2 separate regions of the Bos taurus genome follow, and region 2 is linked to region 1. A link is a contact called in public Hi-C data. All regions are on one chromosome and are shown on one strand. The core of a region is the stretch at or near the end of the contact, and the rest is flanking DNA. Distances in the headings are between cores, read along the strand shown. Region 1 has its middle 22 kb from the start of MTCL1. Region 2 has its middle 63 kb from the start of NDUFV2.

What was found. A called contact is a pair of places that touch in the nucleus more often than the background predicts.
Region 2: a Hi-C map of liver shows a contact between it and region 1, with 2.0 times the contacts expected there. The contact joins two enhancer-like sites. A contact is called at or near these places in 3 of 11 Hi-C or Micro-C datasets (liver, skeletal muscle and skin fibroblasts).

The regions. Positions count from the first base shown.
Region 1 is chr24:41,111,019-41,116,386 of ARS-UCD2.0, forward strand. No RefSeq gene overlaps it. Among named protein-coding and RNA genes, the nearest start is that of MTCL1, 22 kb to the right of the region's middle. Within about 2 kb of position 2,258, at least 3 of the 102 cell types and tissues checked have an H3K27ac peak or open chromatin away from gene starts, as enhancers often do. A contact at or near this core is called in liver, where this site is marked.
Region 2 is chr24:41,349,275-41,354,642 of ARS-UCD2.0, forward strand. No RefSeq gene overlaps it. Among named protein-coding and RNA genes, the nearest start is that of NDUFV2, 63 kb to the right of the region's middle. Within about 2 kb of position 2,212, at least 7 of the 102 cell types and tissues checked have an H3K27ac peak or open chromatin away from gene starts, as enhancers often do. A contact at or near this core is called in liver, where this site is marked.

The sequences.
Region 1 (5,368 bases), core at 1,008-3,507:
CTTTTTATGCATTTTGACCCTGGCATAATTTGTGATGACTGTTTAAAGCTGTCATTTAAACTGAAGCCATTTTCACATTGCAAGAAAGGTCTGAGTTCATAAGAAGAAATACTTTAAGTTGAAGGCAGTGCAAAATCCCCAGGCATCACCCGCACTGATACAAAGCAGCCGGTGAGTCCCTGGGTGCAGGGGGCCACGGCCCTTTCATCTCTGTCACAAGCCTGGCTTTGTCATCGCCAAGGTCAGTCCTGGCCCCTCGCGGTCACATGCTGCCCCAGGCTGCAGGCTGAGCAAGCTGCCTCAGACTCTCTCATTTCCTTTTGGCTTTGGCTCCAAAGATCCAAGTTCCTTTTTTCCTTTGCCTTTGCTCCTTGGGTAGGGTTTAAGTTGTGCCCTGAGGTTTTCTCACTGTCCCGCCTTCATTTTTAGTACCCAGCACCTGGTCCCTTTCAAGTTTTTCTCTTACGTCTCCTTTTCTTCACCATTCATGCAATATTTTTCATCATCACAATTTTATGAATTCTTCCTTAAGGAAAAAAAAATACTGGAAGTCTTACAGATACTTGAAGCTCATTTGGGACTGATAAGCCCACCATGCCCTTCATCTCTCCCCTACCCCTGCCCCTCTGCTTAGCAGCTGCCAGGCTTTTTCCTCGTCCTGGGACCCCACCCTTGGCAGGGGTTGCACTGCCATGACAACCAGCAACCTGCCAGTCAGCTAGCCCAGAGTGTGCTTGCTCAGGCCTGGGACTTGGGCCCAGCCTGGGGACCCTCCTCGGCATTACCAGAATCATACCCTTTCAGTGCCCCCCAAGTCCTGGCTGGATCTGCCAGCTCTGTGCACACTGGTCTTGGCAGCTCCTTGTCAGGGCGAAGCCCATGGCTGCGTGAGGGTCCACAGAAAGTGATGAGTCTTTTCTCTGCAGGGAATCGGTCAGCACTCTGTCCTCAGAGTAAGTTTATCCGAAAGAAGGAAAGCCTTAAGCAGCCATGATGGTCACCACTTGTTGGAGGTGGGGTGGGGGATGGGGGCCTGGAGAGGAGAGAAGGACTCTAAGAAGGTAGAGGGGGAAAAACTGGACTGATTTTGTGCCTCACTTGCAGGGGCAGTTTTTATTATGTTTTGACATTTTGCCATCTTAAACCATAGTAGTTTTCATCTCAGGTGGCCTTGGCCTGCAGCAGCATGAAGTAGAGCTTCAGTTCCCAGCCAGAGATTCAGTCCCAGCCAGGTCCAGCAGCAGCAATAAGAGCTCAGAATCCTAGCCCTTTAGACCAATGGTCAGTGACAACGCCCTGGGCCTTCAGCTTTGCAGAAATGAATGCCCACAAGGAGACAGAATGTAGTAAAACAAGTGAAATATTTATTAGGAGGAAGAAGGGTACCTGTGGATAGACACCCCCAGGCAGGCTCAGAGAGCATTGCACCCTCGTGATGGTTTAAATCACTTTTGTGGGGCATTTCTTCCGGGTATCCTTTGGCCAGTCATCTTGCTCCACCTGGCTCTGAGTCTGTATTTGGTTTAGCTCAGGGTCCTCCCCTGTGTGTGTGCATCTCTCAGCCAAGGTGGATGCCAGTAAAGAGGGCTATGGGTAGTTGACATCACCTCCTATGGGGTGGCGCCCCCCTCTTTCAACATCCAAGGAGACTCGCTGCACATGTGGAGTCAGGGAGGTCTCCTTGACTTTGACAGTGAGGAGCACATGGTCTCTGTCTCTTACCTGGGCAGGACAAGGCTCCTCGCTGCTCCTGCTCTTTGGGAGTTTCTGTCCACGGGAGGCCACCCCAGCTGCCCAGCCTGGGGCCCGTCTGTCTCCAGCCTCAGTTTCGCCAAAATAATAGTTTCTCTGAGGGAGGGGTTCCTACTGGGGCCCAGTGCAGTGTCTCTCTTGAATGCTCCTTATCAACCACCTTGAACACAACATGGATGGATCACATGTAAGCCACTTTGTTACTTTGTAAGCTCATGAGCCAGCGCTGGTCACTGGGGATACTCCAGAGGCTGCTGGGGGAGCAATCAAGGAGGGAGGTCGCCTTTCCAAGGACAGGTTGTCCTGTGCCGCCCCAGCGGCAGAAGCTGATGCTCTGACCTGAAGATAAAATGGCTATTGATTGACGCTGTCTGGGTACTTATAGATCAGGAAGCAAAAGGCCTTACACTTCACCTCATGTGACTTTGCTGCTAACAATGCTGAGATTAATAGCCAGTCTCAGACTGAAACTCAATTTCCTCCCAGGCTGCAGAGGGAAGCAGGGGCGGCTGGAGACAGGGTGGCTGGGGCTGGTGCAACTCGGGGACGGCAAAACCAGCCCAGCCCAGCACGTCCACCAACTAATTAGGAAAAGGCCCTGGACTCGACAGAGCTTGGTGGTAGTTCTCAGCCACTCAGGAACCATGAATTTGGAAAATTCACTCAGTTCCCCAAAGTGTCGATTTACTATTAAATGAGATTATAAGGATGCCAGGTGGCACTGGTGGTAAAGAAGCCACCTGCCAGTGTAAGGGACACAAGAGACATGGGCTTGATCCCTGTGTCAGGAAGATCCCCTGGAGGAGGAAATGCAACCCGCTCCAATATTCGTGCCTGGAGAATCCCATGGACAGAGGAGCCAGGCAGGCTACAGTCCATGGGATCGCAAAGAGTCAGACATGACTGAAGCAACTTTCATTTTCACTTCAAGATCATATACGTAGGGGCCTGCCAGAGACAAACACTGGCTGGGAGGGTACGTATCCCCCCGCATCTGGGGCCAAAAAGAGGACGAGTCCCTGTTGGGGACTCACCCAATGGGTTAGTGCCGTTGCCAGGCCTGGATCTGGCCGCCTGGCCGCCCTTGCCCGCACTGTGCCCCAGGTCCTCTGAGGCCCCTCTGTGAGCGCACTCAGTGTCCCCTGGTCCCTCTGCGACACTTCTTGCCACCCGCAGTCAGGAGCCCTACATGAGCCCTACGTGAGCCCTAGATGGCACAGGCAGGCATACCTAGCCCATGGCACAGAGGAGGACTCTCAGGATGGTCTGGGGGCTGAGTGGTGACAAAGGCCCAGGCTCCCCCGTGCTCTGGTGGCGGGAAGCTTGCTTACTCCTTGCACGGCAGCTCAGATGTATTTCCTCCACCCTGGCTCCCACGTTCCCTCATCCCGGGCGGTATTTCTCAGCCCTGGGTTGGTCTCCGCGCTCGGCTCTCCTGTAAAGGCATTTCTCACGCTTGGTTTTGGACGGCTCGTCCCTCTCTGACCCCTGCCACCGCAGACCAGCTATGCAGTTTCTGAACATCACACCACTGATTCGCCAGGTGTACTCTTGGTGGACTTTGACAAAACGCAGTGCACCTTACCATCCGCTCTGGAGTTGGAGGCTGGTGAGCTCCTCGCTCCTGGAGCCTGACTGCCTGCAGGTTCAGACAGGACCAGCTTCCGGAAGGAGAAGCCTTGAAAAAAAAAACTTTCGACAGACTGCCTGGCGAGAACGGAACACAGCCCGGCGGGGACTGTGGCGACTCAGGTGGCCCTGAGCTGGCTTCTGGGTGCCTCAGATTCGACGTGGCTTCCTGGGTGGGTCTCTTGGATGTTATCAGACCTGTGGACTCAAAGCAAATCCATATGTGAAAATCCAAGGTGGTCCAGTGGTTAAGACTTCACCTTCCAATGCAGAGGGTGCAGGTTTGATCTCTGGCCGGAGAGCTAAGATCCCACATGCTTCATGGCCAAAAATCCAGAACATAAGACAGAAGCAATATTGTAATGTTCAATAAAGACTTTAAAAAATGGCCCACATTAAAAATTTAAAAATCTAAAAAAGAAAAAAAACAATTGGAGAGCACTTGAGAGCAAGGGCAGTTTCAGTTTCTGTAAACGTCTCTGACCCGGAGCAGACATTCAGTGACCCTGACAATAAACGTGTCTGGCCAGAAAAAAATGAAAGTAGGGGCAGGAGCAGGGAGCGAGGGAGAAAAGGGAAGAAGAGCGAGCAGGGCCTGTGCAGAGCTGTAGGCGTGTGGATGGATACCCAGACACTCGTAAACCACAGCCCTGCGAAGTCTTTGAAGAAATGCTCTGTTTCCTGCGGAGACAGAGGTCTTTACACTCACACAAGCTTCACGTCATATTGTAACTTGAGAATTTAGCATTAACTGCTGCACAGAAAGCAAATGCAACTCACTCGTGGAAACTCAAATTGCACTGCTGTGCTGTTTCGACCTATGAATGCAAAGTGCATAATGAATGGTGAATAATCAAACTTGCCATTGACTGACATGGCGACCAACACCTGGTGCAGCCAAGTGAATTTTTAAAGTAAATGCATCGAAATAAACCTGCATGTCACTTACTTAAAAAAAAGAACACTTGCCATCGATAGTTTTGGTCGGGAGAAGAATTAAGGCCCACGATCCTCAGTGATGGCTGGAGGTCAGCCTTTACCCACTGAGAGGTCAGCCAAGCACACCCGCTCATTTTTATTTTCAGCTTTTACTTCCTTCTCCTCCCTGTGACTTTACCCAGGGAAATAGCCCTGCCTGTCGCCCAGGAAACTGGCTGTCACGCTGGCAGGTGGAGATGGGTAACCCCCTACCAGGTCGCATTACAAACTCATATTTGCAGCTGGGCTCCAGTGACCAGACAGAAAACAATTCTCTTGATGCCCAGCCCTACCCACCTGGCCTCCAGAGGGCCGGGCTGTCGGCGGGATCTGCCTGTTTAAGCTGTGAACACGCCGGTCTCTCCTCTGAAGAAGCAGGCCGCAGAGTGGTTTTGTTCTGAACAGAAAGGAGAAAGCAGCCTGAGGCCCCGGGTCGTGACCTGCAAGGCCCTGGACTGCCTTCCTGACCACTGGTCCCAGGTTAGCCATGAACTTGAGACTGAGTGAGCTGAGGACAAAGGCCTTGGGTCCCACTTTAGTTATGTTAATTGAGAGGAAAGACAGGGTGAGCCCCTGACGGTGGGGCCAGGCTGCGGTGTCTGCGGCTGAGTCTTTATTCTGCGGCTTTGGCGGCGGTGGCTGGGGACAGGGCCGAGCTCCAGCTGTATGCAAAGTGTGGCGGGGGCTCCGGGAGGGGCCGGCCCATTGTCGCTGTGTCACCACCGCCCTTTAGTCCTCTCCGCCTTTCTGTAGCAACGGCAGCCAGCACCTGTGGCTACTGCTGCTGTTCTAAGCCCTGCGGCTGGTGAAAAGTACAGCCAAGGGTGGGCCGTGTTTGTGCTCTGATTTCAGACTTGGGACCACAGGCTCCCAGTCTGCCAGGCTCCCCGAGTGGGAGGTGGGCCCAGTGGGAAGCGTCCAACTCCCTCCAGGTGGCCCTTCCATCGTCACTCGCTGTCGACCCATCTGTCCCCTGCCATCGAGGGTGACCAGCCAGGTCTGGACCCAG
Region 2 (5,368 bases), core at 962-3,461, 240 kb after region 1:
CACCGGCAGCGCTGGACGCGGCCAGTCCCGCTGCCTCCGTGTGCTTCTATCGTCACCTAGTGGTCTCTTGGAGGAACGCTTCTCCCTGGGCGAACCCTGTCCGCACTGTCTCCCACCCGCAGGTGGTACTTGTAGACCTGGGAAGTCCACAGTCCTTCCTTGTGTGCTTTTTTTTTTTTTTTCGTTAGGAACCTTATTTGGTCATTGTTTTTGAGACCCGTGTGTTTAAAGGGAAATAGAAAAAAATAGTATCATGGAAGACTAGGGCATCACTTAAATCATTGGGTTTTTAGGAGCTCTACAGTGGGAACAGTGCCTGGTTGATCCGAGTCCCCAGCCTGCACGAACACCCCATGCACCCATGTCTGCATCCAGCTGGTCAGAGGCTGTCTCCTCCGTGAAACCAGGCGAGCACTCCTGTCCACTCCTTGTTTATCACATGCCAGGGGCTGGAGGAGCTCAAGTGATCAGTCCTATGACAATTCTGTGAGGCAGGCATGATTCTGTCCATATTAGAGCTGGAGGAATTGAGGCAGAGTGAAGTTACAAAGCCAGGACTCTGATTCCCCTGGGCCCCTCCCCAGGCCCAGGACCCTCCCCTCATCACCCCCCAGCCAAGGGGACAGCTCCCCCTACCAGGACGCCTGTTTCTCTCCCTCATCCCATTTTTTTACCCCGACCCCTGCCTTCAGATCATGCTTCTCTTTCTCTGAACCAGAAACTCGAGGTCTGTGGGGGCGTGGCCTCCGCTGCCTTATACACACGGAATCCCATGCTCAGTGGATCCTCCACACAGGTATGTTCACCCATCCACTGCGAAACCACGGTGGCTTCAGGGACCAGGAGGTTGTTACATCCAAAGAGGGAGCTGTAGGCAGTGTGGATGCCAGCCCAACCCGGATCAGTCAGCCTTGGTTTACAAGTTTTAGGTGAAACGACGAATGGCGGGGAGTAAAGAGGTCAGTCCAGGTGCTTCAGTCTTGAGCAGGCTGAGTAGAGGCACCAGGGGAAACAAGTCTCAGAACCTGGGGGGTCTGGCCGTGTGACGTCTGCAGGGCCCCTCCCCCCGGGCAGGTCGGCCTAGCTGTCCCTGATGAGATTGATCAGAACCCCATGGGCAGAGGAGGAGGGGTTGCAGGATGAGGCAGAGGAAGGCGGTGTCCTGTCCTTCAGAAGGAGGAGAGGAGCAAGCCCAGAGTTCTGAGAGAAAGGATCCTCGGCTGCAGGTCATTCACTGGAACGTGGGATGAGGAGGGCGGCCAAAACAGTGAGAGCTGGACCATAAAGAAGGCTGAGCACCAAAGAACTGATGCTTTCAAACTGTGGTGTTGGAGAAGACTCTCCAAAGTCCCTTGGATATCAAGGAAATCAAACCAGTCAATCCTAGAGGAAATCAACCCTGAGTGTTCATTGGAAGGACTGATGCTGACGCTGAAGCTCCAGTATTTTGGCAGCCTGATGTGAAGAGCCAACTCACTGGAAAAGACCCTGATGCCGGGAATGATTGAGGGCAAGAGGAGAAGGGGGCGGCAGAGGATGAGTTGGTTGGATGGCATCACCAACTCAATGGATATGAGTCTGAGCAAACTGAAGGAGATAGTGAAGGACGCAGAAGCCTGGCTGGCTGCAGTCCACGGGCTCACGAAGAGCTGGACATGACTGAGTGAGTGAACAAGATAGGAAAATAAGAGTCAGTGGAAGAAAGGAAAAGAAAGCGATTACGGTTGTGGGCAGACATCAGGTTCACAACATTGAACAACCAAGCGGGTTGGACGCAGACCTATCTGACCGATGGGACTCTGGGGAAGCCCTGGAGGCCCTGGAGACATGCCCGGCGGTAAGGGACCCTCGGGCACGGTCACTGGCCATTGACCTGTACAGAGCAATGTGGTATTTCACCAACCACCACTCACAGGTTTGTGCTGGTTGAAATGCACTGGGAATAGGAGAGTGGGGAAAGAGAAGTGAGTGTTGGGGACCATCAAAGGACAAAGGGTGGCTGGCAACCCTGCCGTCGGGGTGGGGGCAGGCTGCCTGCCTCCCCGTCTGGTGGTCTGGCAGCCCCAGTGGTCATAGCTGCCGACCCTCCCCGCCTGGGGAGGCAGGCCTGGCAGGTGGCCCCGGCCAGCTGGCTGGGTGGCAGCCCAATCGCCAAGGCTGGGTAACCAGCTGGTCATCTGGGCCAAAGCCCAGAGTGACGCACCTCCAGGCTGTCCTGGCAGCCTCAGCGCCCTCCCCTGGTGCCACCGCCCACACAGGTGGCTCTCCTCCACGCCCCTCCCCACCACAGTGGAAAACAAAACCCTGCCAGCTGAGAAGAGACGGCCGCGCCCCTGCCTCTGGGCTTCAGGAGATGTGCAATCCTGACCACATTCCAGCCCTAGAATCTCTATTTTGAGATGCAGGATTTCTGACTTTCCAAGAAGAAAGCCAGCACCCAGGCCTTTGTGAAATAAAATAACACATATAAATGGTTTCAGAGTCAGCTGACGTCAGTCCATGTCTGCGTGGAGGTGATGCTCGGAGTCCCTACCAGGTCAGACTGCATTGTCCCAACTGCACCTTGAGAATGTCAGGGCTGTTTCTAATTACCCACTGTGCTTGGGGAATTCACAGTTCTGCTTTGGGCGATTGGAAACTATTTCCATCTTACCATATGTGTTTGGCTATCACTAATTGGGGAAAGTTATTTTTAGTATTTCCTCTTCTTTCCATCTTTGCAGATCTGCCCTATTTTGGGGAAAAAAAATCTAGAAAATAGTTTGGATTTTTTTTTTTTTTTTAAAGAGCAATGCTAGAGATGCTGTTAAAGTTCTACAAGCAACCTTTTCTTGATCAGTGGAGAGGTCAGTAAGGAACCTGGATTCCAAGTCCTGGATTTCCTCCCCCACATCAGTGCTGGCACAGAGAGACAACCAAGGGTCTTTTCATCCTTCAAGACCCAGGTCAGTGTCAGCATCTCTGCATCCCATTCCTGCGCCAGGCAGACCCACAGTCCCCAAATTCAATAACCACACTAGCCCTGGATCTTGCTGTTTTTCTCAATATTTCAGATTCTACCTGTACTCCCAAAGAACTCTGCCAAGTTTAAGCATCTTTTGAAAAAATCAATATGAAGAATTCTAATCAGTCTTTAAATTTGTTTTACTTAACCTGTACCCAAAGCAACTTTATCTATTAATTGGTCATTTTGATACACAGCTTTAGAATTATTTTAGTATTTGAATTGAAAGTAATCCCAGCCCATAAATATTTATGTCAACATTAATAAATACTGTTTTTTCATCACTTGGTTTAATATTTTGTTTTTATCTATGATTTACCAAAGTGTTTGTCGCTCAGTTGTATCTAACTCTTCGTGACCCCATGGACTGTAGCCTGCCAGACTCCTCTGTCCATGGAATTCTCCAGGCAAGAATATTGGAGGATCTTTTCAATATAGGGGATCTTTCCAACTCAAGGATCAAACCTGGGTCTCTCGAATTAGCAGGCAGATTCTTTGCAGTCTGAGTCATCAGGGAAGCCCACTTTAGGTGGTGGTGGTTTAGTTGCTAAGACATGTCTGACTCTTTGCAACCCCATAGACTGTAGCTTGCCAGGCTCCTCTGTCCATGGAATTCTCCAGGCAAGAATACTGGAGTGGGTTGCCATTTCCTTCTCCAATTATTTACCGAAAATAATTAAAAAAAAAAACACACAACAGTCTTTTCATCCAGGTAGACCTGGTTGTAGTACTCAAAAACTAGTTGCTATTGAAGCAGCTTAATTTTCTCAGGGTTTTATTACTCAAAGACTTAAAATTAGAAAGTCTTTGAAATATGTGATAACGTCAGAAAATTTTAATTAAAGGAGAATTAATGCACTACACACATATTACAATGACCAAAATCCAACCCACTGGCACCACCAAGTGCTGACGAGGCTGTGGAACAACAAAAAGTCTCATTGGGTGCTGGTGGGATTATAAAAGGGTGCAGTCGCCAGTTTGTCCTTTTATTATAAAACTAAATGTGCTCTTACCATATGACCCAACAGTTGTGCTCCGTGGGATTTACCCAAACGAACTGAAACTGTACATCCACACAAAAACCTGCACGCAGATGTTTACGGCAGCTTTATTCATAATCGCCAAATCTTGGAAGCCACTAAGATGTCCTTCAATAAACTAATGAATAAATGAACTGTGGTCCATATAGACACTGAAATATTACTCAGCACTAAAAAGAAATGAGGTCTCAAATCACGAAGATGTGGAGGAATCTTAGGGTATATTACTAACTGAAAGAAGCCACTGTGGTGAGGCTGTATGATTCCAGCTGTACGAGATTCAGGAAAAAGCAAAACAATGGAGATAGCAAACGGCCCTGTACTTGACAGAAGCTGAGGAGGAGGGAGGGAAAAATCAGCAGGGCACAGAGGACTTTACGGCAGAGAGACTTTTCGTGACACTATGGCAGTGGGTATATGTCATCATACGTTTACCTGAACTCAGAAGGTACGATACCAAGGGTGAACCCGAACATGAACTAGGGGCTTTGGATGACAATGATGTCAGCACAGGTGCACTGATAATAATACATGTACCATCTGGTGTGGGATATGGACGTGGGGAGAATCTGTGTATGTGGGGGCTATGAACCTAGAACTCATCTAAAATACTATAAAAATTTTTTTAAAGAATTAACCAGCTCTTGTTAAAGACTTGGTAGAAAGTTAAGCTTAAAGCATAACTATAGCTGCATTTTGATCACTGCTGTCTTCCCGCTGTCATTCAAGAAACTGACGTGCAGAGGGAGAGGCAAAGTTCTTGTTCTCAGATCCTGGGGAGAGACGCTAGTGTCACCATATCCTGCTTGTCTCATCAGCCATGGGCTGACTTGGCCAAGTGCATGCTCTTCCTGGGGGACCCACATCCATTGACCGATCGTGGTCAGAGACAGAGGCCCAGCCATTTCAGCCCAACCTGGTACCACTCTGACGGTCATTTCTGCTCCAGAGCTCTCTGCAGGGCTGTTGTTATTAGTCTGCATTGTAGTTTGACCCTTTCCTTCAAGAAATTCCACTTCTTCCATCTCCTTTCCACAGATGATAGTCTCTAATAAAAACCCTACACATCAAAACTCTATCTCAGCATCTGTTTCTGGAAAACCCAACCTGTGACATCTTGGAAATTAATTACTTAAGTAATAATTGACATAATATATACTCTTATATAATACATTATTGTTAAAAATAGCATGGTTTAGTTTTATCATAGGGGAAACTGATTCTTTTATATAGTGACTATCAGGATGAAAGTTTCATAAGTTGAATACCAAAAAATTAAAGACAGCTAAGACTCAAAAACACTGTTTTTAACAGCTATTAT